Linked DNA regions of Mus musculus: region 2 is linked to region 1. Evidence: chromatin contacts called from public promoter capture Hi-C data. All regions are on one chromosome and are shown on one strand. Each heading gives the region's core, a stretch centred on a gene start, on an enhancer-like site or on the middle of the called end of the contact. The rest is flanking DNA. Distances are from core to core; before and after follow the strand shown. Region 1 holds the start of Mdfi (MyoD family inhibitor). Region 2 holds the start of Treml1 (triggering receptor expressed on myeloid cells-like 1).

Region 1 (6,787 bases), core at 2,030-4,529:
GGGATGGCAGAGGCAGGAGGATGGCAGTGAGTTCTAAGCTAGCCTGGTCTACAGAGTGAGTTCCAGGTTAGAGAAGCTCTGTCTTGGAAAATAAAAGGTGGGAGGGGGGGGAAGGAGGGAGGGAGGGAGGAAGGGAGGGAGGAAGGAAGGAAGGAAGGAAGGAAGGAAGGAAGGAAGGAAGGAAGGAAGGAAGGAAGGAAGGAAGGAGCTATGCCTGGGTAGCAACGCCACATGAAATGTGTCTTAGGTAGCCTGGCCAAGTCCCTTAGGAGGAGACAGTACCAGGGCAAGACTAGGTGGACCATTTGGCTCAGGTGCAGATGTCAAAAGGGCATCCAACCCTGTTTATCTCACTTCAGTCAGAATGGCTGTCATCAAGGGGCACGGGAGAAGCCACTAATGCAGGCTAGGTGCCCTTATTCACTGCCAGTGGGAATGTGGTCCTGCACCAGATGGAAAACCATGTAGAGGCTCCTCAACACACTGAACGCAAGCTTCTGCTGGTGTCTAACCCCAGCTATACCCTTCCTGGAATGCACCTGAAGGACCGCAGAGACACTCGCTCACCGCTCACCGTGTTTACTGCTGTGCTGTTCATAGAGGAAGCAACCACCCTTGATGCTCGTTGACGGATAAATGGATTTCGAAAATCTGGCTCACACATACAATAGGATTCTATGCAGCCCTGGAGGAACGTGGAACCGTGATGTTTGCGGGGGAAATGGCTAAAACTGGAAACTATGTTAAGCAGAACAAGGCAGGCTCAGAAAGACAAACACTGCACATCTTCTCTCAGAGGTGGAGCCTTGGTTTAAGATGACACATATGGGTACAGCCGTGTATGTGTATGTATCTACAGATATGCATATGCATGTGATGAAACTCCAGGAAAGGGGATAGAAAAAGATGTGAAGGGAGCTAGAGAGGAGCAAGGGTCTGGGAATAAATATAAGAAAGAGGCAACCAGCTAAAGGGGGCAAAGGAGATGGCAGTGGGGGAGGGGAACGAGTCGGAAGAATGACACATGATGAAACTCATTATTTTATATAATACTCTAAGAATTAAAAGTACTAGCAATAGTGGGGCTTAGGGATATACACCTCCCAGCCCTTGGGAGGCAAAGCAAGTGTTTGAGGCTAGCCTGATCTACATAGTGTGTTCCAGGCCAGCCATGGCAACATTGTGAGACCCTGTCTCAAAAATAATATAATGATAAGAAACAACTCGATGAAGCAAGGCATAGTGGTGCTCACCTGTAATCCCAGCATCTAGGGTGCTGTGGCCAGAGGGTCAGGAGGCTCAAGCCAGCTTGTTGACACAACGAGATTCTGTGTCACCTTGATCCCTCCTTACCAAAATGCTGCTTTTTTTTTCTTTTTCAAATACTAGGTACCATACCAAAAGGCTCATGGTGGGAAGATAGCTCAGTGGGAAGAGTGCTGGCCCAGCATACAGGAAACCTCATCTCTAGAGCCCCTCAAAGCAGATGTGGGGCCCAGTAATCAGAGCGCTTGGGAAGTAGGAGCAGCAGCTCATCACAGAGGACTTTGTGGCCACACTGGACTGCATGTTGTCCCAACAACAGGAAGTTCCCGCACCACAAGTACCCTTGTGATACTTGGTACAGTATCACAAATGCTGTTGTCTAGTTCTTCTGATTGCTGTGTCCTCAAAGGGGGCACATCTGTGTGACTAGCGTGCATGAGGTGAAGGTGTTTCTGCACACAGATGTAAAGGTAGACTTCTGACGGGGTAGGGGGGGTGGGGCGCTTTGACATCCTCCTGGACGACCTAGAAACAAAGAGGCTCAAGGATTGCGTTAGTCCCAGAGGCCCTGATCTGAAACAGAAAAACTTAAAAAGGCGGGGCGCTGAAGCTAAGGAGAGACTGGGGAGCTGCTTTTGAAGGCAGGTGAGGCCCGGCCTACCGGCTCAGGTAAGCCGGGAAGAATGCAGCAGCCGCCAAACCCTCCCGCGGGCGCGTCGCAGTGACTCAGCCGCTACCAGGAAGGAGGAGTGCTCCCAAACTCTGCGACGCCCCCAGACAGCAGCCTGACCTCCGAGGCTCTAGGGCGCCAAGTCTCCCGCAGCGAGCATCTAGACGTCCAGGGCGGGACTCCCTCCCGTCCCACTTTCCCCCCAGCGCAGCCACCCCTGCCTATCCCCGGAACGTGGCCGAGGGCGGTGAGAGAGCTGCGGGCGCCGTGGGGGCCACGCGGGTCCCGGCCCCGACGGCGCCCAGAAGACCTACAAGAGCTGTAAGTAGTGACTTCGAGGACTGGGAGGCGACCGAGGGGGAGCTCCATCTTTGGCGTCCCAGCTTTCCTCTCGGTTGTAACGCAGGCTGAGAGGAGGTGTCCTGGCGCCGCCGCCTCCCTAATTAGCTCTGGTGGTGTGGACCCAGACGCCGCCGGGCTTGGAGGCAGCTCAGGTCCAGTGTGAGTCCCAGAGGGACTTCTCACCTGAGAATCACCTCCACGGACCTGCCAAGCCCCACCTGGCTGCCTACAAGCTCCTGGGGTCACTCTGAGGGTCTCCGAGCCCCCCCCCCACTTTTTGGTGACAGTTCCTCCGCACAGCCAGAGCTTACCATACCAGCCGGATCAACAGACTGGCCTCTCCTCAATTCCTTCTACACTCACCCTCGTGTGAGAAAGTTGGAGTGACAGCCTGGTGATGGGCAGTCTGTCTAAAATGAATTCCCGTGTCCAACTGGCACTGGCGGGGATGGCGGGCCTTGGGGGTGTTTTTGGCTGCTATGGGACCAGGAGGCTGATGCGACACCAGCCCAGCTTCCCGGAGAGCCAGTTTCTGACGGACTGAGCCCCTAACTCCAGGCACCCAGCTCCGAAATGGAAATCCAGGACTTGAACAAAGGGCACCAAAAGAACTAGATTGCTCTGATCTTCGGGACAACGCGATTTGAGGGCTACTACTATTCAGACCATTGTCCCAGGATGATTGTGACTTCTTTCTTTTGATATTCTGGAAACTTTTACAAAGTTTAAGACCGAAGGAAAACATGCGGCCCCTTGTGCAAGCCGCGAGGTTCTCCCGGCCCTGGGTAGGCGGAGATCTGGGGAGACTGGAGATCCTGGCTCTGAGCGAGGGGAGGAAACCAGACGAGCTGGCTTCCTGTGGGGGCTCAGGCCTCGGACGCCCCGCGGACAGACGTGTCCTGCCCTGGCAGCAGCGAGTCCCGCACGGGGGAGGGGACGCCTGAGGGGGGCTGAGACAGCGAGGAGGGGGCGGGGACGGGGTGGGCCAGGGAAGAGGGGAGGAGCGAGGGGGCTGGAACGAGAGAAGGAAGAAGGAAGGGGCGATCGGTGGGTGCGAGCTGGCGCTGGAATGGGAGCCAAGAGCGAGTGAGCGGGGAGGGGGCGCGGGCGACACCCAGGTGTCGCATGGCGGGGTCCACGAGGTGACCTGCCTAGGCCAGCAGCGCGCAGCTTGCACGAGTATGCGCTAGGGCACCCACTCCGTTTCCCCACGCACACGCGAGGGAGGCCTGCCCCGCCCGCTGAGCGCTGTTTTCTCCAGGTCCCAGGCCGATGTCCCAGGTGAGCGGTCAGTGCCCTTCTCGCTGCGACGCGCCTCATGGAGTCCCCAGCGCTGCCCTGGACCCAGGTAGGAGCGGGAATGGAGATCGAAGGTTAGACCAGAGTGGTGTGGAGGCTGAGAGAAGTTTTGGGGGTGGGGTTGTTGGTCCTCTTGGAGACGTACAGGCGGATGGCTCCCAGGAGCTTGGGTGGGGGTGGGGATGGGAAGTCTCAGTATTGGGGACCAGGTCCAAGGGGATAAGAGGGGAGTAGAGGGCTAGGGTGAGGAGGCAGGGCCCGGAGCAGGCGGCCATGGCTGTGCAGAGTTGGCTCCAACTCCCCCTAGCCCCAGCTACACACACACACACACACACACACACACACACACACACACACTCCGTGATGTCTGCGATGTCTGCCCATAATATTGGGATTTGTGGCCGAACCATTTCTGCCCAGTGTGTAAATATTTATGAGGGCCTTAGGCGGGGTGTGTGGCAGGGAGGGGGGGGCAGTGTCTGAGTCTCTCTTCTTCCCTTCCCCCAAACTAAGCAGAATGTAGCTGGAGCGCTCTTTGAAAACTTTTGTCTCAGCAACTAGTGGTTAGGAACCTGGCCCCTTCTCTCCTTCTTGCTAGCTGAAATTCCCTCCCGTCAGTCCCTACCCTACCCTATATGGGACTCACGCTGGCACACACACACACACACACACACACACACACACACACAATCTACAACGTAGTAAAATGTCCCTTCCCCCACCTCAGAGGCTAAACTACCCTGATTGCCCCAGGAGCCTACAGACTAAGGAAGAGAGTGTGGTTCCCTGGGGGCACCTCTGCCAATTTAGCCTTCCAACCCCCGGCCCTCACAGTCTAGAGTTTCCTAGAGGCTCATATGGACATCCAGATTCGTTCAGAGTCAGAGTGGCCAGGGTGCAGAGGTGTAGGCCCAGGTTTCCTGACTTAAGCCCCTATTTGGGCTCAGTCAGAGGCCCTGCCTTCCTCCCACCAAAACCAACCTCTCCTTTCCCCAACACTGTCAGTAATGAAAACCCAAGGTCATCCTGGACCTCAAACTCCCATCATGGCCTTGGACACGTTCTTTCTCCTGCTCTAGGCCTGGGTCTCCACCCCCACCTCTCGCCCCTACCCTGAGCCTCCGCCACCCAAGTTTGTCTCTCTGTTTGGGGGATGGTCTTGGCTGCTTGTCTACCTGGCCTGGCCTCTCCCAACTGTAGAGGTGGAAAGTCTCCCAAAACTGAGTGATGCCTGGCCAGTGGAGTCTAATGTGTCTGTGTTCTGACTTCACCAGCCCTAAGACCCTGTTCTGGTAGAGCCTGTAGAGTCTTGATTCAAAACTTAGAATTCTAGGGATACCCTCCTCCAAGGGCCAGGCCCCTTTAGCTTGGAAGGACAGTGGGGAGCAGGGGGTTGGGAGGCCTTTGTGTCCTCTCTCTCTCTCTCTCTCTCTCTCTCTCTCTCTCTCTCTCTGCCTCCCTCTCCCCCACCCCCACGTTTCCATGCTTGTTTGCTTCCCTTATTCGTTTGTCTCTGCGCTCTCCCGTAATGTCTCCTTCCAAGATCCCCTCCCTCGTCTGACCTGCTCTCCACCCAGTGGCAAGGGAGGGGAGCGGAGTGTGCCCAGGACAGGCTGCCGAGTCCAGGGGGAGCTGCTGGGAAGGCTTAGTCCTGGGCTGTAATTTGAGGCCCCCAGAGTTCCAGCAAGCCCCCTCCCCAGCCTGAACTGGGCCAGACAATGCAGCTTTTATAACACTTGTCCTGTTCTGTTCTGCCTGCTACCCAGGAAGCCCAAACCGCAGGAGACTCAGCCAAAACCCCACAGACGCCTGCCTGACTTTGGAGACCAGAATCCCCCTTGCTCCCTGTGTGCCCACAGAACAGTTGGCCATGACACTGTCCCCTAGAGCAAAAGCTGCTGGCTCAATAGCCAGAGAGTGACATGGCCTCCTCTCTCAGGCATCCAAGTTACAGACAGGGCACAAGAGGACTCGGGGCAGCTCTGGTTAGGACAGGTGGCCAAGCACTGAGACTCTGACTCCCGCACTGGCCTCTACCTCACCCATTCCTGACACCCCAAGAGCCTGGCTCCCTAACCCGCAAGATTTCTGCCCAGCACTGGAAAGTTACATTTCTACCTATGGGTCTAAACTTAATTTCCTGGAAATTGAAGCCTTTGGACCTAAAACAACTGGATTGAGCCCAAGTGGCAGCTCAGACCCTCTCTAGTCCTCCACTCAGTGGCCTGGGTCTATGATTAGTGAATCCACACTTGTGACATGGACATCAGAAGAATCTACCTTCTCTTGTCTCTTTAGGGTTCAAAGCCAGATGCCACCCCTAGTCCTTGATGTGGTCCCTTTTCTCCTTTCCCTTATCTGGGGTATTCTGAGTACCAACACTCAGTCACAGACGTGCAGAGGTAAATCCTGACCACCAAGAGGGAAGGGGATGGACGGACAAGGGCCTGGTCTGCAGAAGGCAGGGAGCGCTTCATTGCCAAGTTGTGGGTATAACATGGCTGTTTGGACAAAGGACTGATGTCGCAGGGGTCAGGGAAGCTTTCTGGAGAAAGATATGATGTTGTGGCTAGACCAGGAAGGATGGTGGCAGCATGGTCACGAGGAACTCTATGTACAGAGGGAGTCTGGCCAGAAGCTGCTGTGATAGCCCAAGGGTGTGGATAAGCTAGTCTGCCTGGAACACAAGACCTTTGTACAATCATTGAAGATGTGTGACCAGAGGCTTTGGATGTCTGGTCAGACAGAGAGTGAAATGTGGGGTTCCAGACATCACTCTCTGGCCAGAAGTCCAGATCTTCTCTCTAGAGAGATGGTCATAGCCCAAAGGGCAGGGAACCCAGATCTACTATCTGCAATGACAGTGCTGGGGCCTAAACTTGGAGTCCCAGGACAGGAACTGGCCAGGCTTGAAGTGAACCCATCCCACCTGGAAGAGGTTCTCCCCTTTCTTCCTGGCCAGGAACCACCCCCACCCCCAATCTGATGGATAACGGACCAAGGGCATCCACAAGATCCCTGCCACTGCTCTGAGTCTCCCTGACTTTCCTGTGCAGTGTGTAGATTTAAATATGTAACTTCCACTCCTTTCTAGAGCTCTGACGCGCAGATCAGAACCTCAGCCCGTGTAGGGATGAGTATGTGTCTGAGTGAATCCTGCCTGGATTTCACCAGGGGTGCAGGACACTGGCATGTTTGAGGTCACTGTGT
Region 2 (6,787 bases), core at 2,570-5,069, 530 kb before region 1:
GGAGTTAGAACCTGGAGTTGCATCAGGCAGAGTAGAGCATAACTGCGATCCCAGCATTTGGGATGCAGAGGATCTTATCAAGTTTGAGGCCACTGAGGTCTGTGTGAGTTTCAGATTAGTCAGGGTTACACAGAGCATGTCTCTAAGAGTTAAAAAGGGGTTGGGGAAATGGCTCAGTGGATAAAGAGCCTGCCACGAATGCATGAAGAGCTAAAGTTGGATCACTAGCACTGTGTACAAGCCAGACATAAAGCACACGTCTGTAGCTCCAGCGCTGGGACAGGGTATGGATGGACACAGGAGACTCCCTGTAACTTATTGGCCAGCCAGCCCAGCAGAGCTCCAGGTTCCCTGAGAGACCCTGTCTCCAAAAATAAAGTGGAGAGCAAAAAGTCCAGCACCGACCTTTTCCTCCACATCCACACGTGCATACATGCACGCACGCATCTAAGAGCATGTATGTAGACCATGCATGCACAAGAAAGAGGAAAAAGTAAAACAAGGCAAACCCTCAGCATGTCAAGGATGCGGGATCCTGAGAAGGATTCATGTTAGCCAGCATCCGCTTACTGTGTGAAAGGATGGCCATGGGCCAGCAAGTACAGGGGCTCCCTGCCAAGCCTGACAGCCTCAGTTTAAACTCCAGAGCCCAGAAGGTGAAGGAGAGAATCAGCTCTCACCAATGTCTTCTTACCTCTACATATGCACTGTGGCACATGCGTGTGCTCGAGAGCCACCCCCCCACACACACATAGACAGACAGACAGACAGACAGACAGACACAGGTGAAGTTCTAAATAATCACTGTGGAGTAAATGTAAACGTGAACCAACAGCATTCTGACCCACCCCTCTTACTCATCCAGGAAAAACAAAAAATAAAATAAAATAACGAGAATGACTTTACAGTAAGGGATTAGACCTAAGTTACAGCTCACAAAAGATGAAAGGTGCCGTTATCTAAAAGGCATCCATCACCTCCAGCCTTCTCCCTCCAGAGCAGTTTTTTTTAGTTCATTTTTCATTATTTTATGTTATGTGTCTGCATGTTTTGCCTGCATGTGTGTGTACATAACGTGTGTGCCTGGTGCCCAAGGGGGCCAGAAGAGGATATTGAGTCCCCTGAAACTGGAGTTTCAGAAGACTCTGAGCTGCTAGGTGGATTCTGAGAATCAAATCTAGGTCCTCTGGAAAACAGCCAGCTCCGTTAGCCACTGCACCATCTCTCCAGACCCCTAAAAATAGACATCTATTTTTAAATTGCATTTTTATTTTAATAAACACCTAAAAAGACGTGAGCTGTGAGGATATTGCAAAAGCAATATGCTTTCTATATTAAGGTTGCCTAATGAGTTTACACATTAATGTATTTAATATTAATGTATAAATATATTAGATTTAAATAGTCTTAGTTTTTTTATTTAAAAAAAATTTTTAAAACCTCCAATTTTAAAAACTGAATGGAATCAGGCACAGGATTGCACACCTATAATTCTTACATTCAGGAAGACGACGAGTTCATGGGATCAGGATGGTCATGAGTTCAAGGCCAGCCTGGACTATATAAATGGGTTCTAGACCAGTCTGGGCTACAAAGTGAAACTTCTAAAAGAGAAAAACGAATCCTGCATGAGTTGAAGGCCAAAGCAGGAACTAGCGGATCCCATCTGTAGGTCAGATGTAGGACCATGAAAGGTAGCCTGGTACCCGGTTGAGCTAAGGTTGGAAACCCCGTGACCCTGAGGAACAGCAGGCATTTTTCCTGGTTCCCAGACACTAGGCTCCTGACGCGAGGCTGCAGCCCTCCATAGATTTGTCCATTACTCACATAAGGGCAATGTCCCAAGCCCCCTCCACAGGTACAGGACGTGACCTGTGGTCATGTAGCCTCAAGACACATCTCCATTTTAATGAGGTACCTAAAGGCCTGGAGGCTTAGCCAATAAACCCTCCTTCCCAGACACTCCTCCCTGTAAAAGGTATTTAACTTCATGCCCACCCCTGAGAAAGCGGGGTACGGTTTTATTCATCCACTTTCCGCCATGACAATAAATGTCTTAAAACCATGGACTGCCTCTTTTCATAGGGATCCACAGTGGGGAGCAATGGAACAGGCCGTCTAATCTCCCGCAGAAGGCCTCTCAGCGTTCCCAGCCACAGCTTCCACCAAGCCAAGCTAGGTGCCTACAAACCAAGGACTCTATCCCTGTGGGATCCAGCAGGAGGACTCTCTTTCCCCTTGGGCCCTGGGCTAGATCCAGCCTGTGGGTCCCATTCTGTTCTCAACTCTTCTGTGGCTCCCAGCAGCACCTGAGTGCCCAAGAGCCTGAGCACCAGACAGCCCTGGCCTCCTTGCAGGTTCAGGGACCCCAGAGCCAGTTTTGGCTGTTCCCAGAACCTCAGGCTGCGCTCCCCTACCCCCGGAGCAGTGTCCCACAGCTTCTCCATAGCCTGACACTCACCGGGCGCCTGTGTGGGATAAGGGCAGTCAAAACTCCCGTATCCCACCTCCCCAAGTGCCCGAGCCCTGTGGTGGAGTGGCCTCGGGACCCCTTAACCCTACAGTCAGGCCCTTACTAAACTATGTTAAGATAACTTTAAATCATGAAAGGAAGGCAGGGCTGGAGAAATGGCTCAGTGGGCAAGGGTAAGGTCGTGAGTTCAGATCCCTCATACCCACATAAAAGTGCTGCATCTGGAACCCCAGTGCTGGAAGCTAGAGATAGGCAAACCCCTATATGGCCAGCCAGTCTACCCAAAGTGGGGAGCTTCAGGTTTAGTGAGAGACACTCTCTCAAGGTGATTAGGTAGACCATGATAGAACAGGACATCCTCTGTGGCTGTATGGGTGTTAACATGGGCACACACACACACACACACACACACACACACAGGGGAAGGCACAAAAATTCATTTCTGTTAATATGCTTGAAGTTCCTGTAAAGTAAAACAAAGATAGTATAGGAGAGTTGGAGGAAGACACGGGGCCTTGGATATGCTGTGACAGAAAGCTACTGTCAAGGAGAGAGAGAGAGAGAGAGAGAGAGAGAGAGAGAGAGAGAGAGAGAGAGAGAGAGAGGAAGAGGTGGCTGCTTAGCTACTTATCTCCAGCCTCCCAAACAGTTCCGTTGCCACTCAGTCCAGGACGAGCTGTCAAAATGATATCTCACCCCCAACGCCTTCCTAGTGGGCCCCATACCCCAAAGCTCCAAAGAGCCCCCATCACAGATCATCCTGCCTACAGTGGGGGCAGCTTAGGGTAACTCACCTGGTGGAAGAACCAACAGGGAGACCCTATGCAGGGTCTGGGGTCCTGCCGCTCCCTCCACCACACAACCATACTCCCCTGTGTCCTCCTCCTGCAGGGTCACCATTTCCACCTGCAGGAGCCCCCCACCCAGGTCAGTGAGGAATATGCGCCCGTTTCCCGGAGCTCTTCGGTCCACCGCTGAGGTCACTAGTGGGTGGCAGCCTTCCTGCAAGAACTGGCACCACACCTTGAGAGCCCTCACATCCTGGAGCCGGTAGTGGCACTGCACTAGAATGGATGACCCCACCGGTGCCTGTAGCACCTCGGGATGACTGTCAGCTGAGCCTTGGCCTGCAGAAGGAAAAGATGTGGGAGTGAGGGTTGGATAGAAGCAGGCATGGTTCCTAGCCCACTCCCCAACATAGGGACTTGGGGATCCAGAGGGGGGTAGCTATGGCATCTGTGATACTGGTGAAGGAGGCGTGGCTACATCTGCACCTTACCTGCTAGTCCCAGGAGCAGCAGCAGCAGCAGCAGGTAGCAGTCCATGGCTGGGCAGTAGTAGGTTCTGAGGATGGCCTCCTCTCTAAAACTGCAGGCCCCTGGGGGCAGGAAACATCTGTCTCATACAGTCACGTGGGCGCTCCAGCTATCCATCGAGGCTGACAGTTACACTGGGGCAGGGAACTTTTCCATAGATTTCTTGGCTCAAGGTTCAGAAGGCCCCGAGAGACCGGTAGGCAAGTGAGGGAGAGGTTGGAAGAAGAGGGTCTGATACCCCACCAAAGGGAATGGAGAGGGGACCCAGCAACCAGAGGGCAGGAGAATAAGGAGAGATAATCTTCAGTCTCCTACACAGATCCGAAGAAAGAGCCATGAGGGAGAAAATTTAAGAGCTGTCCATGTGGCCCAGGGCCATCTGATTCTCAAGTCTTTATGGGTAATTCTCCTGTCCTGACTCTACTTATACACATACCACCCCAGCTCCCAGGGGACCCCCACTCCCTCACCACAACCTCTTCCCTAGAAACCCCTGGACCTGTCTTTGCCTGTGTCTTTCAAACCCACCCCCTCAGATCCAGGAAGGATGATTTTTCTTCAGAGGCTACAGACCATACTCTTTCCTCTTGCTGTTCTGCACCCACCCATCACCTGGCAGCAGGGATCTTCCCTTTCTTACGTGTTCTTCCTGTGTTCATAACTTTTCTTTCACATTGTTCATCTCTTAGTCCATCAAGCTTCTAGTATCTGCATACTCTTCTTCCTCCCCTTCTAGGATCTTCATTTTCCTTTTGGAGATAGGGTCTCATGTAGCCCAGGCTAGCCTCAAAGTTGTTAGGTAGCCAAGGGTGACCTTGAACTTCTGGTCCGCTGACTCTACCTCCCGAGTGTGGGAGTTTCAGACTTACATCTCCACCTGGGGTTCTGTGCTGCTGGAGATGGAACCCTGGGCTGTGTGCACGTGAGCAAGCCCTGTACCAATGTGGGTTTAGCTCCAGCCCCCTTTTCCACTCTCTCGTTTTTAAAAAGAGATTTATTTACTTTTATTTCACATGTGTAATTGTTTTGCCTTTATGAGATCAGGAGAAGGTGCCTTATTCCCTGGAACTGGGGTTGCAGATAGTTGTAAACTGCCACGTGGGACCTGAGCCTGCGTCCTCTGTGAGGGCAGCAAATGCTATTAACTATTGTGCCGTCTCTCTTACCCAATTTTCCTTGACAATTTTAATTTAGAAGTTCTCTTTCTTATTTTTCAAGTGTCATTATTTTTCTGCAAGCAGACTACTTTGGTGCCACAGATACTGTGTTGTCCATGAATATTTCCACCTTCCTACATGGTCCTGACAGTGCGCGCAAAGCCCTTGTGCTTTGATATGGGCGAGCGTTGGACGTCCCGCAGGAGCTAGAGACTGAGAAACACCCAGAGAAACTTGTATCCTTCACTTTCCTCCTAAGAACATTTGTACTGCACAATAAGGGTGTCTGTCTGGTTCTTTCTCTGTCCCTGCCGCTTTCTAAAGAGGAAGAAGTGTCAAGGAGCCAGTGTATTACTGACAAAATAATTCTGAGTTTATTGGGGTTCACCATCTTAGGGGATGCTGGCCTGTTATGACAGGCATGGCAACAAAAGCATGGGGTATCTGGCCACAGCATGGAGGCAGTCCGGAAGCAAGGGGTGAGTAGAAGCAGGGCCTGTCTGCTGTGACTCCTTCAGATTCCATATCCCATTGCCACCAGCACCACCTATGTGTTTAAGCAGAGGAGCCTGTGGGGGCCATTTCAAAACCCTAGAGCTCACTTGTTTCTTGAACTGCAAGTCTATTTGGGTTTCTTAAGATCCAGATTCACTGCCTACGGAGGGAGCATCTGGCTTCCAAATTGTCCTGGGGGTGGGGTGGGGGTTGGGCACTGGGGAACCAGACAGAATGCATGATAAAACAGTCTGTCAGAAGGAGAGCTATGTGCAGGGAAGTACACGTTGCCTTGGTGTAGAAGATGAGCTCCAGAAAACAATGGCAAAGACCTTTCCTCCCTCCATGACTCTCTACCCCTCCCTCCCTCATTCCCTCCTGCCCTCCCTCCTCTTCCCTGCCTATAACTGTTCTGAAAAGAATGAAGATATTCTAAAGAGACCCTCATGCCCCTTCTTTCAACTATCAGGCAATTGAAGCAATAACGGAAGCCCTGGTGCCATCTTTCAGAGGGAAAAACTGTTTCCCAGGGAAAGACCTCACACAGGTATAAGGACTGTCACATTACCAAGCAAGAGCCAGAAGCCTGGACAATGGTGGTGAGCAGGACCTTGGCAGAGACTCCCTCCTTCATACCTCTTGGACTCTATTCAAACCCAAACCTCATGCTAAGAATGCTAAGACCCCAAAGGTGGGTGCTGGGGTGATGGCTCAGTGGATAAAGAACTTGCTGCATAGCCGGGCTGTGGTGGCATACTCCTTTAATCCCAGCACTCAGGAGGCAGAGGCAGGCGGATTTCTGAGTTCGAGGCCAACCTGGTCTACAGAGTGAGTTCCAGGGCAGCCAGGTCTACACAGAGAAACCCTGTCTCAAAAAAACCAAAAAAACAAACAAACAAACAAACAAACAAACAAAAAAGATACTAGTCAGCCGGGCGTGGTGGCACACGCCTTTAATTCCAGCACTCAGGAGGCAGAGACAGGCGGATTTCTGAGTTCGAGGCTAGCCTGGTCTACAAAGTGAGTTCCAGGAAGAACTTGCTGCATAAGCATGAACTTTGCAGTTTGGATCCTCAAGAACCCATAGGTTCAACACTGTCATATGCACAATAGTGTGTGTGTATGTGTGTGTGTTTGTGAATGTGTGTGTTTGTTTGTGAATGTGTGTGTGTGTGTGTGTGTGTGTGTGTGTGTGTGTGTGTGTGTGGTATGCATTGGGGAGGTGGAGGTGTGCCTGAGGTCAGAAGAGGATGCCAGCTTCCCTGGAGCTGGAGTTACAGGCAATTGTAAGCAGCCTAATCTGGGCACCGAGAACTAAACTCAGGTCCTATATAAGAACACCAAGT

Evidence for each region. Promoter capture Hi-C pulls out the DNA fragments that hold promoters and counts their contacts.
Region 2: a promoter capture Hi-C map of the HPC-7 cell line shows a contact between it and region 1. The contact joins the promoter of Treml1 here to the promoter of Mdfi in region 1. A contact is called at or near these places in 2 of 39 promoter capture datasets (the HPC-7 cell line and hippocampal neurons), 2 of 115 datasets of contacts at active chromatin or transcription factors (bone marrow-derived macrophages and stem cell-derived neural progenitor cells) and 1 of 9 other capture datasets (embryonic stem cells).

The regions. Positions count from the first base shown.
Region 1 is chr17:47,829,783-47,836,569 of GRCm38.p6, reverse strand. It overlaps Mdfi (MyoD family inhibitor), which reads left to right and starts at 3,279. Exons shown (of 4, transcript NM_001276390.1): 1 at 3,279-3,626. The coding sequence starts at 3,551.
Region 2 is chr17:48,356,948-48,363,734 of GRCm38.p6, reverse strand. Treml1 (triggering receptor expressed on myeloid cells-like 1) reads right to left here and starts at 3,819. Exons shown (of 6, transcript NM_001289457.1): 1 at 3,753-3,819; 2 at 3,268-3,600. The coding sequence starts at 3,798.